Regions from separate parts of the Zea mays genome. Here region 1 is linked to region 2. The links are chromatin contacts, called in public Hi-C maps. All regions are on one chromosome and are shown on one strand. The core of a region is the stretch at or near the end of the contact, and the rest is flanking DNA. Distances in the headings are between cores, read along the strand shown.

Region 1 (2,700 bases), core at 172-2,671, 82 kb after region 2:
CGTCCTGTCATTGCAACCAAACGTAGTTAGTCCATGTTTTAAGTCACCAGTTTTCAAGAAACCAGTTTTATCTTTTAGTTAAGAAAGACCAGCTTCTTGGAGTTTATGTAACTGAAATCTAATTTCTATAAACTGTGTTATAAACTGGTATGTTTGGACCAGCTCAATTTATATAAACCGATTTTTTAAAAACTGGATGCATCCAAACAAGGTCTAGTTAGCATATTGGCTAACTACTTGTACAGAAACCTGAAACAGAGTTGTCGTCTTTGTTGGTTTTTCCAGAGTCCAATGATGAGGAAAATGGGTGGGTGGTTGGGGGAATGAACACGTTTTATTAATCTAATAGTAGTAGCTGTTTACAGGCGCGCAAGATGCAACGAACACCATTAGTAGCGTCCGCATCTCAGTGCGCTCGACCGATGAAGCAAAGCAAAGCAAAGAGCGAGGGACTGCTGGTGATAGACCACTGAAGTCTGAGGAGCACGACGACGGAGAGGAAGTCGTAGTGTAGTGCTCGTCCACACCACGCTCATCATTAGCCACCTTTTCGCCTCGCCCCGTCACGGCGGCCTTGGCTGGCCTCTCCAAAGAAGGCGCGTGGCGAGGGAGAGACCACGGAACCAAAGCCGAGGCGAATCACTCGCTGCCGATGCCGATTGATCTGTCTCGAACGGGTTCAGCTCAAATCCCAGCCAGGCACATGCATAGACATAGCAGGCAGCAGAATCAGCCGGTGAGATGGGTATCCTTGCGAAAACGAGAGGCGTGCGTCGTCCTCTTTCCGCAGCCGGCCGGGTCCTCTTCAACGCCCTTTTCAGGTAGGCAGGCTCGGCTCGGCTCGGGCCCTTTTTCCGTTTGAGATCGTCGCAGGAAGATATGATATGATACGATCCCGTAGTCTGCCACTACTGAGCTATCATAGATAGGAGTAGTAGTATAGGACGCCCGCCGTCCGCCGGCATGTGCAGTGGCACAGCTGCAGGAGGTTGGTTTGTGAAGCTGAACGTACCTGGACTCACTGGAGACGATGGTCAACCGCAGGTTACTTCGCTTGCAGTTGCAGTTGCAGTTGCAGCTGCAGAGGATGAGAGGACGGCGACGAGGCGCTGAGCAGCATCCGGGAGCTGGCGAGCTGCAGCCTCGTGGTCACGGCAGTGGCAGTGCCCCCTGCAGGATTCCCATGACTCCTAGCTCCAGTAATCCTAGTGGGGCTGGCTGAATCTTGCTAGTCCTGTCTTGAAGCTCCGGCAGCAGCATGATCCATCAGTGTCCTTGGCGACGAAAAATGCACGCATGCAAATCTCCTGTTGGTGGGCCGGGCCGACTGGGCAACGAGAAGCCAGCCAGGCCAGACGATAAGTAAGAGGAGGAACAGCGGGCGGGCTTTGGTAATGCACGGGGCAGGCAGCCCATAAAGGATTGAAAGTAGGAATACACATTGCACCAAGATGGGCCTAATTCTTGCCTAAACGACTAATGTGGCCTAGCTAGTGCCAGCTTCCTTTTCCTTGCTCTAACGACTAGTGACAAAGCATGCGGACGACGCATGCTGCTGCCGCCGCCGCCGCCGCCGCCGCCGCCGCTGCCGAGCTGCGTGACATTTGGCGTTTGACTGACCTGAGGAGCGGCCGGCACAGTCGCACAAACCAACGCGTTTGATTTCTAGTATCATTCTGGACTGATTTTTCATTAATGTAACCAACTTTTCTGGAGATAAGTTTTCTGCTTTGAGATAAAAAAAAAGATATGCTATATATACTAGTCATTAAATTCAGTAGCTCATCACTGATTGTTGCAATGCAAATTTTAAATATAAATGAGTAAACATGAGATTAAGAAGGAGAACGTCGGTTTGAGCTTATTTGAACAATCGGTCAGGGATCGATCGATCTAGGTGGTGTTTGTTTGTGCTTATTTCCACCTTTTGGCCGTCAGAAGCTGATGCGAGCTGACAAACAGTTCGGTTTTCAATCCGTTTTTGTGAGAATCGTTTTGGTGAAAATTATACTAAATCAACGTGAATATATAATCAGTCGAGTCGTCGTGTTAGTAGTAATTCACCACTTTCTAGATCCTAAATCCTATAGATCTGTTTATCTTCCTTCGTATATAATCTCTACGATACTCAAATTCTCTCTACAGCTGATTCTTAGAATAGTTTGTCAGAAAAAAAAGGCTAAAACAAACAGGCCTCTAGATATCTTGCGCCATGAGCTTATTCGAACCCTGGCACCGACCATCTTGGGCCTCCCCCACATACAGGCCCTCAAGGTTCATGTCAACCGGCCAGTGAAAAGCATATGCCACACCTGCGAAACTTTAAGATCGGATAGATTACATCCGTGGGTCAAATTCTTCACATGGGTACCCGTTGGATTTCAGATTTACGGATTAAAATTGTCATTACCGAGAACCCATTGGCAGTCACCGCTCTGTCTGGATCTCGAGTTCCTATGCCCGTCTATCTGCATGGGCATGGCGCGGACGGGCCACTTTATTTACGTCACCTGCAATGCAAGCTTGCGATGAGAATCTCAAAGCCACTACCCGCCGCTACGGTGCAGCTACTTGTACGGCCAGGGCCAGCCAATACATACAAGGTCCGACGGCTGCAGCTCCGACGGTTTGCCCATCCTTCTTGACCCTTGTCGTGTTCCTTTCTTTCTGCTCCACTGCTCCAAACTTTGGGAAGAACGT
Region 2 (3,021 bases), core at 263-2,762:
ACGTACGATGATCCCCAGGGACATGTAGTAGTGGCAGGCCCTAGGTCATCATGGCGGCAGTACTCCACAGGTTCAGTTCAGTCATGCTCATGCAGCAGCAGCAGCAGCAGCACAGGCTTGTGCCTTTGCTGGGGGTGGCCACTGGCACGCCTGACCGGGTCACCAGCTTCATCTACTTTGAGTGTTTGACTACGACGGCCAAAGCTGGTGCTGGGAAAAAGAAAGGTCTGAGGTCTCCTTCTGACGCATGCACTACCGATAAAAAAAGTAGAGACTAGACCCCATCGCCCTGGATTCAGATAAGGATCGCGAGCTTGTCCGGCGTCCGCCGTGTAGGATAACCCATGGATATCGGGGTCCATAGTCACTGTCAGTCCCATGCATGTTTTACATAATACTGTAAAGATAAGTGTCCTTTTGCTAGGGATTGCACTGCACCTGCTTGCTCCTCATACCACCTGCTGTGGCTACTGTTCATTTTGGAAGCTTATTTGGCTATGGTAAAAACGTACGATGACCCGTACGTTCAAAATCCTGAATGTTAGGTGCTCGAGGTATGGAGTAATCAATTTGGAAGCTTATTTAGCCCCATGTTTTCATTTGGAAGATGGGTATGGAGTAAATCTTACAGTATCCATTCCCCTCTGTTTTTGTTTAATACAAACGCAAGGTGCCCGAGGTTTACGTTCAAAAATCATATATATATTCAGCTTGGAAATGAGTGACACTACGGGTGACTCGTGAATAAAGAGACTGAGACGTGCAATTTGCAAGATCAACAAGTTGACTGATGCGATGCATGCTCCCGTAAGCTACGTACCAAAAAGTAGGTTTGACCCGATCGATCGATTCGAGAGGGCCTCGATCTCCCTCGTGTGCGCCAGATCTCTAGTTGACTTTTGAGAAGCACCCAATCCAACTAAAAATTAGGTGCCGCGCGCGAGTTGATGTTGATCAACTATAAGGTCACCATCTTCTTCCTAACCTGGAACTGGAAGGTCATCACTCCACGTAGAAACGTGTGCGCAAACGCTACCCTAGCCTGGGCCCACAGAAACGCATCGAAGGGTCCACTCGGCGGTGACACGCAACGTCCACGCGTCCCCTCTCCTGCTCTGCCTAGCCGGCTCGCCCCCGCACGCACGCACGGCACCCACCAAGGAACTCACCGGAAGTCGTCGTAGCCGGCCGCCCGGGTGGCACGGCGAGGCGACCTCGCCTTGGCCCTGGCCGGCGCCGCTGCTGCCTTCGCCTGCGCCACGGGCGCGGACGTCATGGCGGCGTCCTCGGAGATGGCGCCCAGCGTCGGCTTCCACGCCGACCCCGACGACGAAGACGAGGACAGCCTCCGGCGCCGCTTCTCCGTGGTCGCAGCGGCGGCGGCTGTGGCTGTGTCGTCGTCGGGCGCCGTCGGCGGCGGCCGGCGCGCGCGCCTCACGAAGGCGAACAGCTTCATCTGCTGATCTGCGTGCGCGTGGCTAGCTAGCTTGCCTGCAGGTTTTTGCTTTACCGTTCGAGTGGGCAGCTGATCTGCCTCACGGGCATTTTGTAGTTGGCGGCTGCGGATGTGTGCACCACTTGTTGCTTGTTAGTTGCGACTGCAAATGACTAAAATGCCCTTCTTCTTTAGTTAATATATACTCCCCCAGCTCAAGCCGGGCCGGGGCTGATTGGATAAACCGATTTCCTCTCAATATATAGTACTCCTCCGTCCGAAATTAAAAATCGTTGTTTTATATTTTTAATAGATTTATACAATAATTAATATATATCTTATTTATATGTCTAGATTTATTATTATCGGCTAATATTTTGGGACGTAGGGAGTATATGGATTTGATTTGGAACGTAAGTGGTGAAGATTTTCACTCATCAATCCTACTCAATCTACTGCAATTCACATGAGGAATGGATTTATACAAACAAGCTTCAAATGTAAAGAATACAAGTGACAGAGTTAGCACATAGAGCACTTTAGTTCAGACCATCCTAAATTCACATGTGGTGCAATGGTTAGGGCCCAAGCCTTCATACCGCTCCTGAGCACATAGAACTTTACCGGAGCCCACTAAAATTTAAAATATACACATTATAATGTAGAACAGTCTCATATACTATAACACTTTAGTTCAGACCATTTTTTTTCTACCTGCGTCACGTAAGGAAATATGTGTAATGAGTTGGAGGAGACGATATACACTACGCGGGGTTTTATAAAAATAACTGCACAGGTACAAAGCCTCAACACGGCAAGGATTTGATTTGGCAAATGCACCTTTTCCCCACTAATAAAGAGTATCAGCGCACTGGTGGAGCCAGCTGTTTGGATTACTGCAATTTATAGAGAAAAAACACTATAAAAGCAACTGATACGGATTAAAGTCAAGCGAACAGGCGAAACTACACGCATACACCTGTTTATGTAGAATGATGAGACGATGACGCTCAGGATCCCACAAAATAGTGGGACCATAATCACTAAGAAAATTAGCCAGACTAGGGTGATGTTTGTTTCCTTAGGGTTGGTTTGGTGACCAGGTATTACGAGGGGATTCGTAGGAGAGGAATCCGACGGGATTCATAGGAGAGGAATCCCTTTACTATTCAATTATGAATAGCAGGGGAATTCCTTCCATATAGATCCCATCGTGATCCCTGGCCACCAAATCAACCCTTATATAATCTAGTTTATAGATTATATAAGTACCTTATGAGCTGCTTATGCATTATCATAATCTAGGTATCTAAATTATATAATACATCTAATAATTTGTGTTGTTTGTTTGTCTCTTAACTTATTTAAGCTAGATTATATAATCTAGAGGGTAAACAAACGGGGCCTATAAGGCCATATTTGTTTCCTTCCAAGATTATATAATTCAGCTTATGGATTATATAAGCACCTGTCGGAGAGGAAATTCTTCGGCCGGGTGGCGGAACGCACCCGCCCTAAATCCTAAGATGAGGAGGGGCCTAAGCGTTTTGCCTGTCTACTAGGTGATCGATGAACACAAGAACACA

What was found. Hi-C and Micro-C count contacts between places; a contact is called where the count stands out from the background.
Region 1: a contact with region 2 is called in a Hi-C map of bundle sheath, with 7 times the contacts expected there. The contact joins the enhancer-like site here to the promoter of LOC100276809 in region 2. A contact is called at or near these places in 17 of 25 Hi-C or Micro-C datasets (bundle sheath, ear, endosperm and 5 more) and 2 of 3 datasets of contacts at active chromatin or transcription factors (leaf and seedling).

What each region holds. Positions count from the first base shown.
Region 1 is chr7:164,683,725-164,686,424 of Zm-B73-REFERENCE-NAM-5.0, forward strand. No RefSeq gene overlaps it. Among protein-coding and RNA genes, the nearest start is that of LOC103633272, 5.0 kb to the right of the region's middle. Within about 2 kb of position 1,422, at least 20 of the 20 cell types and tissues checked have an H3K27ac peak or open chromatin away from gene starts, as enhancers often do. A contact at or near this core is called in bundle sheath, ear, endosperm and 5 more, where this site is marked.
Region 2 is chr7:164,601,603-164,604,623 of Zm-B73-REFERENCE-NAM-5.0, forward strand. LOC100276809 reads right to left here and starts at 1,513. Exons shown (of 2, transcript NM_001152302.2): 1 at 1,170-1,513. The coding sequence starts at 1,456.